2 separate regions of the Sus scrofa genome follow, and region 1 is linked to region 2. A link is a contact called in public promoter capture Hi-C data. All regions are on one chromosome and are shown on one strand. The core of a region is the stretch at or near the end of the contact, and the rest is flanking DNA. Distances in the headings are between cores, read along the strand shown.

Region 1 (6,847 bases), core at 2,578-5,077, 130 kb before region 2:
TCACAGAACCACTGGATCCTTAACCCAGTGAGCGAGGCCAGGGATGGAACCGCATCCTCATGGACACTAGTCGGGTTCGTTACCGCTGAGCCACGATGGAACTCCCTGCCGACCCCATGTTTCAACTCCTCGAAGGCAAGGACGTTCCCTCTACCTGTTGGTCCCCCCGTACACCTCCCTGCTCCACCCTCACCTCACCTGCTGACTCAGAGCCCCCTTGGGTGAGGCTGCTTCCCACAGGGCAGAGCCTCAGGAAGTGTCAAGAGGCCTGGGCAGTCACAAACATTTAAGACGGGCAAGGAGGGCATGACTGACCCATTTTATAGACTGAGAAACTGAGGTCAACAGTCCACAGAGTCCTGGGATCCCCAGACTCCTAACCTAGCCTTTGTACTCTGCTCAAAGAAAAGCCACCAGGGCCTGGGACAGAAATCCTGAGGGCCCAGCTGCCCAGATGCTGGGGGACCGTGGGATGAGTGGCTCAGGGTTTCGAGGACCAGAGGGGTAAAGGGCGGGACCACAACCCCGATGCGATGACCTTTACCTGCCCAAAAGTCGTGTACAGGAACACAGGGATCTCAGCCACGGTCATGGCCAGGGCCTGGATCACGGACATGCCCTCCGTCCTCCGGAATGCCATGGCAGGACCAGCACCCCGGGCAAGAGCCCTGGGGGCCAAGAGCTTCCAAGGAGAAGTCTTCAACTGGTTGCTGGCTGGGTCCCAGGCACCGACCACGTCCCGAAAAGACAGGGATGCACATACCAGAGGGTCCCTCCACAGAGCTGAGAGACAGACGACCAAGTCAGCCACAAAGGCACATGCGTGTGAGCACAGAGAAAGACAAGCAAGAGTGCCCTGGCGGACGAGGCGGGAGCAAAGCCTGCGTCGGGAGTGCCATGCCTGGACCGAGGCCCCCACCTGCTGCGCCTGCCAGCAGGAAGGCCGCCAAATGCCCCCAGAGACCCTCTGTGCACCTTGAGCCTTGGGAGCAGAGGGCAGTGTCTCTGGCACGCTGGCCCAAGGGCGGACCCAGAGCCTGGGAGCGGATGGGTCGCTCTCAGACTTGGGCCTTTATATCACACTTTCTCAATGGTTCTAAACCCGTGGCCCATGTGCTAAACCAAAATCTCAGGCCTCTAAAGGGCCAGGCCCCTGGGGAAGAATCGTTACATCTTTTCTGCCTCCCACTAAGCCAAGAGTGCTGTACTTCCTGTGGACTCTAGATGAAAACAGCAGGTTTTTCCTCCAACGGCATGGTAGTCTGTGCTGCGTTCCTCACACGTTATTGCACTGAATCATCACAGCTCTGTGACGTCGACGTGATCTACGTCTCGCACCCCAGTCAATTTTTAGTAAGGGAACTGAAGCTCAGAGAGGTTAAGTCAGAAGTCCAAGGTCACACAGCTGACATGAGGTGGAGTCAGGACTTGGACCAAGATCTACCAGAGCTTATTTAACTTATTTACTTATTTATTTTTGCTTTATAAGGCCGCACCCGGCGCATAGGGAGGTTCCCAGGCAAGTGGTTGAATCGAGCTACAGTTGTTAGCCCACGCCACAGACACAGCGATGCCAGATCCAAGCTGCATCTGTGACCTACACCACAGCTCACAGTAATACCGCATCCCTGACCCACTGAGCGAGGCCAGGGATGGAACCCGCATCCTCATGGATACCAGTCAGATTCGTTTCCGCTGAGCCATGAGGGGAACTCCCTACCAGACTTTAGACCCTGTGTTTAATACAACTCTTTTGCCAGATCTGACATGGAGCAGGAAGCAGAGGCTCTAGCAGAACCACAGACCACAAGGGCAACTTTCCCCTGCGGTCTCCTGAGACCCCTAGGGTACCCCAAGGCCCCATTCCAAGGCCAGCAAGTAAGTGGCTTAAGCACACATAACCCAGTCCCCAAGATCCTACAGAGCCTTCCCCAATTGCCACCACCAAACCTAAGACACCCTCAGGATCTCTGGGGACTTCAAACACAAGGATTAGTGCAGCCCAGACAGACCCTGTCTACCTGGGATGGTGGCCAAAGTCACTGGACAAGCACAAGAAATGGCTAATCGGTGAATGGGAAGCACGAACAATCTGACCAGTTTAGCTCTAGGGCTGGGGTGGGCTCTTTATGTGTGTGTGTGTGTGTGTCTACGCACACTCATGTGCAAGGGGGGGCAAGCAGGCAATGTTCTAGGGCTGAGGAAACTCATGTGGCCAAGGGGAGGGGACAACCTGCCAGGAGGCTATCAGCTGAGTTATGTGACCGCCAGTGGTCAGGGCTCAGGTTAATATCCTAAGCCACCCCCCTCACCCTCCCAACTTGGCCCAAGCCTAGAACAAAGGGAGACGAGAACATCACAGGATCAGCATGTTATCGCCCAAGCACTTACTTTAACAGACCAGGCTTGGCACAGGCTCTCCATGGAGGGTGTTGAGTCTAGTCACTCACAGAACCCTCAAAACAAGCACTGTTTATCTCAGGGATGGGGAAACTGTGGCTCCGAAAGGTCATCGATCTGACCAAGGTCATGGAGTAAATGGCCAAGCTGGGATACGACCTCAGCTCAGGGGGCCCCAAGGCTGTGGTGTTTCACCTCTGCTACCTGCCACAACTGCCACCTCTCCCTCCATGGCCACATCTGGGCCCCCAAGAGAGAAGCCCACATGCAGTTACAAATATGAGCCTGAACGCATGCTCAGGAGTGTGACAGGTCTGGGAGGCTTGGCAGGCGCCTGCAGGAAAGTCAAGAGCAGCCTCTGCTGCCCCGACTAAGAAGAGCGGCAGGTGCCAGGTAACACCACCGGCCTCAAGGCAGCTTCACGCCAGAGATGGATCCAGATCCAGGCCAACTATAGCCTATCTATCCACGACCCCCCCCCAAGATCCAAAGCCAAATGAAACATGCCTCCACCTCTTCCCCATGATGACAAGCCCATGGCGATGTCCTCCACCATGTGGACACTCCTAATGCCATCCTCACCTGGGCAAGTCACCTCTCCTGCCTTGTAACCTTGCGCAAGAATTTCCTCATTCCACCCCCAGTGAGGTACTTATAATCCCTCAGCTTGGATTCCCACGCTTTCTAACTTGGGTACCTCCTCCCCTGTCCTGAACTACCCCATAAATGACACTAGCCTGAGCATTCCTCATTCCACTTTGATCCCAGCAATATCCGCAGCCCAAGCACTCCCTTGAGGCTCCCGCTGCCCAGTCTCAGTTCATTTCATCCCGGCAGGACACCTCACCAGTCCGACGAGGACCGACTTGGAGCACTCCCACGCTGGACCTCAGCAATACCCCCTTCTTCGGAATCTGCTCTTTCCAACCCGGACAACTTGCAGCCACTGGTCAGGCCCCCTCCTCTTCTTGCCCCAATACCCGGAATATCCTTGAGGGTCGTCCACCGGCCCACGCACCAGCTTCTTCCATCCTGGTACTTGCCCAGCCTGGGTCCAGTACTGCGCCCCTGCTTAGATCTCTGAAGTGTTCCAAGCCCGGACATCTTCAGTGGACCGGGTACCTTCCGTTCCACTTCTCGTGACGCCCACGGCCCGAGTACCTGCTCATTCCAACCTGGGCCCTTCTCGTCCGGCTGAGCTGGGACACCTGCGCCCGAACGCAGTCCCCCGCGTACGCTCCGATCCCCCTCACTACAAGCCTCAGCCCCGGACCCTGCCGCGCCGCCCGCCTGCCCCGCGCACTCAGCCCTCACTCACCCGGGATCCCATCGCTGCAGAAGGGCAGCGTCTCCTTCCCCGGCGCCCGCGCAACCAACCTCGGGGCCTCTGGGGGCGTGGCCTCACGCAGGGTCGACCTTCTTTTGGCCAATGAGCGGCGCCGGATTCTTCCGCACCGCCCGGCCTCGGGCCAATTGGGTGAGCCACGTGACCAACCTTGTCTCACCCTCTTGGTTCCTTCAGTTCCGCCCCCTAAGTGCGGTTGAGGCGCGGAAGTGCTCTTTTTTTTTTCTCCTGTGATTGGCCATCGGGATTAGATTGACCCAGATGGCTGAGTGGGGCGGGGCCGCTCTTAAAGAGACGAGACGGAGCAATCAGGTTTCGAAGCGGCGTTGTAGAAGGTAGCGGCGGTGGACTGAGCCCCTGTATTTGATTCTTCCACCTCCGCTGGTTCCCACACGGACAAGTTCTTCCTGCCCTTCAAGCGCCCACTTTCCAAGGTCACCATCTCTGACTTCCCACAGCATCCTAAACACTTGCCACCCCACCTTCTGGAGTTGTTTGCAAAAGCGCCACGCCTCTCTGTCTCCCTGAGAGTTGGGAGTCAAGTGAGCCAATGCCTGTTAACACAGTGCTTATAAGGACTTTTCTCCTTGACCAATCTGAGTCAGGCGCCTCTGAGCCCTCTGCTCCACTAGGCTCAACTTTGAGCTTCCCATCTCGTAGGGTTCTGTTTTAGCAAGAATCCTGCAGAGTCAGTTTAGCAAAATCCCCATCACCTGATCATTCTCCATATTTGTCGAACACTTTCTTTTTGGCATGCAGAAGTTCCCAGGCCAGGGATGAACCTGTCCAGCGGCTGCCACAAGGATGGATCCTGAACCCATTGAGCCACAGGGGAAGATAGCCTCAATATCTTATCACCTGGCCGGCATTCAGCAAGAATTTCACTAGCCTCCGTGTTCCTTCTTAGTCATTTTCCATCCAATGACCCCTACTCTGCTTGGCTATGAAGCTCCACCTGTCCTTGTGTTTGGAGTTGAGCCCAATCTCTCTCTCTATTGCAAAACCTCCACCGCAGTAGCCTCTCTTGGTCCTTACCATTTTTTTTTGTTTGTTTGTTTGTTTTGGTTTGGGTTTTTTTTGGTCTTTTTAGGGCCATACTCGCGGCACATGGAGGATCCCAGGCTAGGGGTCTAATTGGAGCTACAGGTGTCAGCCTACACCAGAGCCACAGCAAGGCCAGATCCGAGCCTCGTCTGCGACCTACACACCACAGCTCATGGCAACGCTGGATCCTTAACCCACTGAGCGAGGCCAGGGATTGAACCTACAATTTCATGGTTCCTAGTAAGATTCGTTTCCGCTGCTCCACGACGGGAACTCCAACAGGTATCATGAATATTTTTTTCTTTAACATGTGGATACCAAGTGAATGAGCATATTACTATATCGATTTATGGCTGTTGAAAGATGATATGGCTGGATGCTGGCTAAAGGAATCACATAGTCAGCTATAAGCTGACACTGGTAAATAAGTCAATTTATCAAGAGAGATGAATAGAAATACATAGTGAAGACAGAGAAACACATACAAAAAAACACATAGAGGAAGTTCCCTTGTGGCATAACAGGTTAAGGGTTTGTACCCACATGCAGTGTATACGGCCAAAAAACAAACCACTAGAGATGATAACTGCAGGTGTGTGATATGAAAGTTGATGGTGGCTCCAAGTAGATAATAATGAAGATCAATAGTTCTGAACCTAGGGTACACATTTAAGTCACCTGGAAGCTTTTCAAAACTCCACCTGCCAGGCCCCAACTGCACTGAGAGAACCAGGGCTGGGAGTAAGGCCAGGGTCTGGATTTTTAATAAGCCCACAGGTGCCTTGAAGCTTACCCTGCGCAGGCAGGCAGTAGGTGATGGGGAACTGGTGCAAGTGCAAGGAGATAAAGCCAGGAATCCAGGGGACAGAGCAGAGAGGAAAGTTTATCAGTTCAGGAAAAGGGCTCACACCTGGGTTAGAAGAGGAAGCCTAGAGATAGCCTTCCACAAGAGCGGTGGAAACAGGCAACGAGCCCCTTCCAAGCCCCATGGGAGGGAGGCGTGAAGTGCAGGCCGTCCTTTTGCCTGTCTGGAGCGGTGAGGGGCTGGTTCAAGGTCAGCAGGCATCCATGCCTGGAGGTTAGTGGGTTCCCCCACCTGGGCAGAATGAAGACTCTCTCCCCTTTCCCTCCCTTTAACCGCCTTCCCCACGCCCTCCTCCAACTTTGGGGAACCACAGAGTTTCCAGGGGCCAAACAGCCATTGTCCAGCGGTGGAGGACGAGTCCCCAGCCGGCCTGTCCCCTGGCTCGGTTGTTCTTAGTGTCACCAGGGTAGGGCAGAAGAGGAGAGGGGGCTAGAGAGATCAAGGTGACGGCCGGGGGCACAGAGATATCCAGGGCAAAAGAGGCCGAGCAATAGGGAGACAGAGGACCCAGGAGGCGAAAAGGATGTGAACGGACTAACGGAGAAAAAGAGGAACAAATAGGTCGGGGCGGAGGGTGGGGAGCGGGGGTTGGAGTGGCCGGCACAGGACGAGGAACCGAGAGAGGATAAAATCCCGGCGGGCTGCAGGGGGCAGCCGCGAACAGCCTTGGGCAAGGTCTCCACCGCCCCGCCCCGCCCCGCCCCTCGCCCCGCCCCTCGGCGCGGCTCCTCCCCCGCGGCCCGCGCCCCGCCTTGCGCGCTCCGGCAGGCTCAGCGGCGGTGGCGGCGGTGGCGGCGGCTGGGACTGGCGCGCGTAGGGCCGGCGCACCGGCAGCAGGTGGGCGCGGTGCGGGCCGGCGGCGGCGGCGGCGGCGGCAGTGGGCCTGGAGGCTGTCGGGCGGCGCTCGGTTCGGGCGCAGCCGGCCTTGCGGAGCACCATGGACTTCAACATGAAGAAGCTGGCATCGGACGCGGGCATCTTCTTCACCCGGGCCGTGCAGGTGAGGCCGTGCGCCCTGGGCCCCGTGCGGCCGGCGGCGCCCCAGCAGCAGAGTCCGGGCCACGGGAGAAGGCCCTCGCGGCCGCCGCCCCTTCCCCGCTGCGGGGGTCGCCCTAGCCCCCCACCGCCCCTCCTCCTGCGCTGTCCAGTAGCTAGAAAGAGCCCGGGGCGGCCGGCCACACTGGCCGCACCCT
Region 2 (7,349 bases), core at 3,985-6,484:
CCCCTGCCTTCAACTCGCCTGTCCACGCTCAAGGCTAAAACCCGAGGGAAACGTCCGGAGGGAAGCAAGACCGAGCCTTGCTCCAGGACGGCCGGGGTCAGGCGAGTCGGCGCCAGGCTCAGGCCAAGTCAAGCAAGCGGCCCTGCTCCAGGCAGACAGAGGAGGGCGCAAAGCTGGAGGCCAAAGCCTCTCAGGCCGACCCCTGCCGCTCCTCCCTGGCACGGAGGAGGAATTCTGATCTCAGATAAGTAGGACCTGATGCTTCCTGCTCATGGCTGGCCAGAGAGACCTCGGCGGCCGGCCGGGGCGGGGGGTGGGGGGAAAGTTCCTCCAAACCAACAGGAAACTCCTACAGGGCAGGCCTGGCGTTGGCTGACCTTGTCCCAATAAACAGGGGAGTCAACTCGATCACACCCCAGGCGTTTCCCACCCCCACCCCCACCCCCGCTGCTGTAACTGCCCGGCAAACAGCTCGAAAGCCCCAGAACAGTGAGGAGGCAGGGCCCCTTCAGGCAGGGACTCTCCCACGGCTTTACCCTTACCTCGGAAAGAGGCCAGGGCGGACCATTAAATGAACGGGAGCAAGGTGAGACGCAGCAGCTCCACCAGGACTAGATTTTAGGAAAATGAGCAAAGGGTGGTGATACACGTGGGACAAACCCCCGCTGCGCACTCACATCTCTGGAGATGCGGTCCGAGGCTTGGGCTTCCCACGTGACTTTAAAAGCAAAACATCACGGTAACATAAAATGCCCAGGGAATTGTTGGCAATTACCCCCCCCAAAAAAAGAGGAGACTATTTCCTCTAAAATCCAGGCTGGGGAGGGCCAGGGAAGTGGATGCCCCCGGCCCCCAGCCCAGGGTTCCAGGGTCTGGTTCAAGTCCCACATCGCTGTCTTCCTTCCTGATGAGTTTGGGAGAGCTGCTTCCTCCCTCGGAGCCTCCGTTTCCACGTCTGTAAACAGGAGATCGAGGCCGCTGCCTGAGCGTCCTCCAATAACCCAAGGGGTCACAGAGAAGGGCGCTTTCACAAACTGTAAAGCAGTCTACACACACCCGCTACAACTAGGGAGCGCCTTCTGGGACACTCTGTGCTACCTTCCTGGTGTCAACACAGTTAACCTTCAAAACACCCCAGAGGGAGGCAGGGGGCTGCTCTCATCCTCTTTTCAGAGATGAGGAAGCCGAGGCTCAGAGAGGTGCAGGGACTGGCTCACAGTCACTTGTCGAGCACGTGACAACTGGGACTCAAGCCTAGGCCTGACGACAAAGTCTGGGTCCTAATGGGGCACACTCCTGCCTTTGGGAACCGTTTTCCAGAGTTGGCCGAGGAAGCCCCCGTCCCCAAAGATGCCACATGGCCAAATAAGTGTGGGGAGACACGACTTGCTGGCTCCCTCTCGACATCCTTCAAGGCTCTGAGAAGGCCTGCAGCGCAGACCAAGACAAGCCACTGTGCCCAGAGTCACCTGATCTCTGGGACCACAGAAACTGGCTGTTCCACGGAACATGCCTTGGGAAACGTGGTCACAAGACAGCATTAACAACCACCCGGACGGACACAACCCAGGAGTCCGTGATGCATGTTCACACCGGCCTCGAGAGGAGGACAGCCATGTGCTCCTCAGCTGGCCCCTGAGTCGAGAGAAGACAGAAGAATTCTGTCTCTGCCACCTCTGCCCTAGAAGCCCTGACTTACACAGAGGAGGGCAAAGGGCTGCAGGGAGAGATACGCTGCTCTTCGCCCTCTGGGCTGGGGAAGGCACCTGCCCGGAGGCCGCGGCTGGCCAGTCCTTACCCTGCGGATGGCTCTGCTATCTGCGTGTCGGCTGTCGGCGCTGAGGCTGGCCCACGTCTGTCGGGGCAGGGGCCTGGCATTCCTTCCGCTCCATGGAAGCTGCCTCCCTACGAGGAACCAAGAGCTGCTGTCAGCAGAGGTGTGTGCCACCCATGGTCTGAGTGCCTGCTCGGTGCCAGGCTGCGCTGTGCCACAGACGAGAGGGGATCGGTCTATGCGGAGATGCCAAATCAACAGTCACAACTGGCTCTTGAGCATCCGGGACCCTGCTGGGGCAGCCCCGACCCTATGGCACAAAGCAGAAGCACTAGGCCCAGGCTAGCAGGGTCGGGCGCTGCCTGAGCTGACTCCTGGGGAAGAGCGGGAGCTGAGAAAGAGCATTCCAGGCAGAAGGAACGGCACATGTTTGCCTGGAGGGGAGAGAAGAGGACATCTAGAGAGCGCTGAGCGGTCCAGCCTGGCCAGATCTGGGACTGGAGGCGGAAGTGGGGAGAGGTCAGCTACAGCGGGGTGAGCTGGATCCGGGCAGAGACATGGCCCCGGCCCAGACATACAACGTCCACGCAAACACAAAAGCCAGCCATCACCTGTAGTTAAGAAGCATTTAGTGAGCACCTACTACATGCCAGGCAGTCTGCTCAGAACGGTCCACAAGAGTGAACAAGACAAGCTGGGTAGGAGAGAGAGAGGTGCAATCGGACTACAGGCTGGGGCAGCCCAAACCAGCCAGGAACTGGAAGCATGACCCAGCCATCAGGCAGGGAAGGCCAAAGGATAAGGAGGCATTAGCGGGAAGGGAGCAAGGGGTTGGGGGGGGAATGGACACGGCTGCACAAAGGGACTGTGGAGCCTTCCAGCCATTGACACCACTGAGCAGGTATCACAGCTACTTGATGGTGGACACTAGGCTGGGGGAAAGAGGCAGGAGACGGTCCCCAGCCTCACAGGGAGCCAGTCAACAACGGGGCAATACTGCACAGGGTGATGACAGCTAGGCAGTGAAGCGCCAGGGGCTATAGAGGAACAGAAGCCAGGGGAGCCGGCCTCCACCTCCACCCCCCTCAGCAAGGAGTGGGATCCCCCCCGCCCCCACAACCCGGAGGCTGAGAGGTCCTGTCACTTGTCCGGGACAGAGGCGGGCCCAGAACTCAGGCCTCTAGACTCCCTGGCAGAGGAGTCTCCTAACCCTTCCTCTTGCAGGAAACACTAGCTGACCTCCCCCTATGTATTCACCCCAGCTAAGTCCTCGTCCTCTGGCTGCCTCTGGAACATTGCTAGTGTTATGCCGGCCGCTGTATCAACGTTCTCCTGCCTGCCTCTCCTCCCAGACCGTGGCCAGTGACTCTGTTCTCCTAGTACCACTGCCGGCCCAGGCCAGGCCCTTACCAAAGGATGGCTGAGGGAATGAATGAATGAGTCAAGGGACAGAACGATGCTGTGCTGGGCTTTAGGGCCCCACCTCCAATCTAGCTGACGCCCCACGAGGTCTCAGACCATCAGCCTGGAAAAATCCATCACCTCCACTCTCGGGAGAGGGCGTCAGGAACCAGGCTGATTCTTTTCCTCCACCTCCTAGAGGCGAGGTCCAGACCAAGCCAGGCAGCAACCCAAGGTCCGGCCGAGTTCTGACCTGAGTCCTGACCTACAGGGGCAGTCCACCCCACGCCCCACCCCCACCCCAGTCCAGAAAGGCCACTGAAAGTGTGCAGAGGAAACGGCTTCCTAGTAGGTGTGTCCCGGGGATGGAGCATCTGGGGGAAGTCATGAACATTTCTCGGGCCCTTGCTCTGTGGCCCACAGCCCCTGGAAGGCGAGGGGCATTCAAGCTAACCCCAAAGAATGGCTAAAACTGGGAGACAGGGAGGCAGCGGTCAGTATTCCTACCCCAGCACCTCTCCAAAAGCCAGTCCTCTGGCACCAGTCAGCTGTCCTTCCCTCCCCTTGTGAGCCAGAAGAAAACGTGACCTTCATGGAAGCAATGCCAGTGTGACTGGGCCACAGGCACTGCCCAGTTCCTCTGAACAAACTCCCACTGCCCCGTCCCTCCACAGGAAGGATCACAGCATCGGACCTCCTCCTCCTGCCTCCAGTCTGTCTGTCTGCCAGACGGTCTGCTCAGAGGGCAGGATACAGTTTGGCAGGGGTAAAAAGCACTCGTAATGGAAAAGGTGGGAGAGGCCTTTGGGAGCTTTTCAGCTGTCCCAGCCTTCCTCTGTAGTTGAGATCCAAATTCCCCTTCCCTCATCAAGCTCTCTCCCTCTTCATCCTCAAAAGGTTCCTGGGGGGTAGGGAAGCCTCCATCAAGGAGGAGTGTGGTCACCAAGGGCTGCCCCCCTCTCCAGCCAAATCTCCAGCAGGAGGAGGTTGCCAGACACCCCCCAACCACCACTCCTTCTTCCCAAAAAAGGCAGCAGTTGCATCAGCTAAGAACCAGCTCAATCTTGGTTCACTCCAGTCCAGACCAGGGGAAAGAAGCAGTCTACAAAAGGAGCAGAATCATCATGAACCTCAAATGCCGGCAGCTCAGCTCCTTCACCTTGGGAGCCAACTTTGCTGGACCTCCAGCCTGGACCTCATCAGACCTGGCTCTCCCGCCCATCTGGATGCACAGGACATCTGTAGGGTCCAGAGCCTCGGACCCTGGACCAGGTTTCCCAGGAATCTCAGTCCAGAGAGCCCCCAAGAACCTAGCCAGGGATCTGCCCCAGATCAGGGCACAGTTCCCGCCGGATCAAGGAGAGGGAGGGGTCCAGGAAAGAGGGGGGTGTCAGAAGCCCAGGAGAAGGGGCTTTTTTGAAAACGAAAAAAAAAAAAAAAACTACCAAGAAGAGATCCCAGAGGTGGAACCTCTAGGAAGGGGGTATGTGTGTGTGGAGGGGTGAGGATCTGGGGGAACCCAGGGGATGACAAGGGGACCTGGGGGAGCCGAGGCGGAAACTCCCGGTATGTAGAGCGCAAGGAGGCACTGGGGTGCCTGGGAGGGGGCTCGCGCGCCGCGGCACCGCGGAGAGGGTGGGGGCCCCAGCGACCCCGGGGATGGGGAACCCGGAGGAAGGCCGAACTGAGCTGCGGCAGGAGGCCTCCAGGGAGCCGGCCCCGGCGGGCAGAACCCGACCTGTCCAGGGCGCCCGGGGCCGGACAGCTGGCCGGGGACGTATAGGAGTGGATTTCGAGAGGTGACAGCTCGTGCCCCCTTCCCCTCCCCACTCTCTTACCTGAGCCCGCCGCGCCCGGCCGCCCAGCCGGCAGCTCCGAGCCCCCGCCTCGCCGTCCCGCCGCCGGCTGCAGCGCCCCTCCGGCGCCTCCTTTTGTTTGTCCCTCACTGCACCACTCAGCCTCCTCCGCCCCGGAAGTGACGTCACCGTCGGGCGCGAACGCGGCGGCCAGGGTGTTGCCATCTTTTTGAGGGGCGCAGTCTCCAAGCCTTCACCTCCTCCTCCTCTCCCTGCTGGCGCCATGTTGCTTTGGGGCGGAAGTAGCGGAGCCGGGGTTCGGCCCCCTTAAAGGGACAGGGACTGCTGTAACCTTGCCGGCTTGGGGACGAAGGGTGAAGCGGCCGAGGCGGGGGTGAGTAGCTGCTGCCTGAGCGTTGCTGCCCCGAAGTCAGGTGGCGTGGCGGGAGGGCCTGGTAACTGGTTCCGAGCTCGATTGTGCCAGACCCCTCGCTTCGTTTGCGCTGAAAGGTTGACCCAGCCGGGAGCCGTTGCGCGCGCTTCTCGCTGACCCGCACTCGGACACAGGGACCTTCCGGGCTGATCCTCTCTGCACCCCCATCCCCCACTCCCCCACCCCCAGCAGTCGGTGGGGAAGAGAGAACCCAATGCAACTGGACGAAATCTGAGCAGAGCCGGGTCTGGAACGGGGTGCCGGACTCCAGCTCTATGGATCCCGAGCCCTCGGAGTATCCAGATTGATAATAGTAACGGCAACCACGTTAAGACAGAATCCGTACATTGAAAGACAGTGCCTCCACTAAAAAGAAAAATGTTCAATACGCACTAATATGGGACGACTTCCAAGATAACTTAGATGGGAAAAGGAAGGAGCGAAAAGAACAGCGTTAATCATACTACCGATTGTTTTGAAAGAACGTGTTGTGGGGAGGGGTACGGGTGTCTGCGGGTGTGTGAACCAGCCGCCTTGTCAAATAAATGCGAGAGAAGTTGTTCACTGGGGTGGCCTCGAACAGGAGAACCGGGATCCTGGGGATCTGGACATGGGGGAAGAATTTACTACCGAGTGCACAGGTTGGTTAAAAATAAAGTGGGAAGATGAGAATAATGACCGGTTCTGGTTTATCTAGGGCTGACAGGTGCGTGCTTTCAGCTCTCCTGCTGGAAGGTCTTGTATTTCCCCATTACGGGAGGAACCAGGCTGAGAAATTAGGGACCTTAGTAATGTCGCATAGCCAGGAAATGAAAAAGCTGGAATTTGAGCCCTGGAGGAGTTTACACTAATGCCATCATTCTTGCTTATCCCCCTCTTGAGAAGCCTTTTTGTTTGTTTGTTTGTTTTTGTTTTGTTATCAACCACACAATTCACTTGGAACCTGACACACAGCAGAATCCAGTAACTGTTTATTGGCTGGAATGGTCAGGAGACAACCATAGTGTAGAATGAAGAGAAGCGCGCTTTGGAGCCCAGAACCCAATCTGGAGCCCAAGACTTGCTTCTTCCAGCCTTGAGACTCTGGACCAGGCACATACCTCCCAGAGCCTCCATGTCCCCTCCTGTAGAACTAACTACAATGACTGACGCTGAGTGCTCCCACCTGGCCTGCTTTACATGCCAATTAGCCCCATTTTACAGATCAGTAAGTGCAGAGAAGTGAAGAAAGTTGCCCACCACAACATTGTAAATCAACTATACTTCAATTTTTTTTAAAGTTGCCCAGGAGCTCTCTGGTGACACAGCAGGTTAAGGATCTGGTGTTATCATTCCTGTGGCTCTGGTTACTGCTGTGGCTTGGGTTTGATCCCTGGCCTGGGAACTTCTTTTTTTGCGGGGAGGGGGGAGCACTCTTGCAGCATATGGAGGTTCCCAGGCTAGGGGTTGAATCAGAGCTGCAGCTGCCAGCCTAACCACAGCCACAGCCATGCCAGATCCCAGCCACCTCTGCAACTTACGCCACAACTCACGGCCATGCCGGATCCTTAACCCACAGAGAGAGGCCAGCGATGGAACCCACCTCCTCATGGATACTAGTCACATTTTAACCCTCTGAGCCACAGCAGGAACTCCCTGGCCTGGGTACTTCTGCATGCTGGGTACTTCTGCATGTTATAAATAAATAACAGAGAGTTAGCAATGAGAAATCTTTCCCTCTGATGTCCCCCTCCCATTCCTTTGGCCCCTAGAGTGGCATCCAGCTTGCTGACGCAGACACTCTGCCCATGGAGCAAAGGTGTCAATATGGCAAAGTCCCAGGGTTATCAGATTGCCTGTGTGCTGGGACATCTAGCTGAGTGTGATCCCCCCATTTCTGTAGCCAGGAGGCCAAAGTCACTCCTGACCTAACAGACGTGGGGCCACATCCCACTCCCAGATGGCA

What was found. Promoter capture Hi-C pulls out the DNA fragments that hold promoters and counts their contacts.
Region 1: a promoter capture Hi-C map of liver shows a contact between it and region 2, with 3 times the contacts expected there. The contact joins the promoter of MIGA2 here to the promoter of KYAT1 in region 2. A contact is called at or near these places in 2 of 5 promoter capture datasets (fetal liver and liver) and 8 of 47 Hi-C or Micro-C datasets (embryonic fibroblasts, epiblast stem cells, heart right ventricle and 3 more).

The regions. Positions count from the first base shown.
Region 1 is chr1:269,331,918-269,338,764 of Sscrofa11.1, reverse strand. It overlaps MIGA2 (mitoguardin 2), which reads right to left and starts at 3,827. Exons shown (of 17, transcript XM_001928959.6): 1 at 3,719-3,827; 2 at 545-783. The coding sequence starts at 640. It overlaps SH3GLB2 (endophilin-B2), which reads left to right and starts at 6,414. Exons shown (of 10, transcript XM_021069904.1): 1 at 6,414-6,654. The coding sequence starts at 6,592.
Region 2 is chr1:269,207,438-269,214,786 of Sscrofa11.1, reverse strand. KYAT1 (kynurenine--oxoglutarate transaminase 1) reads left to right here and starts at 5,234. Exons shown (of 13, transcript XR_002337758.1): 1 at 5,234-5,365. It overlaps LRRC8A (volume-regulated anion channel subunit LRRC8A), which reads right to left and starts at 5,127. Exons shown (of 4, transcript XM_001928850.6): 1 at 5,014-5,127; 2 at 1,799-1,905.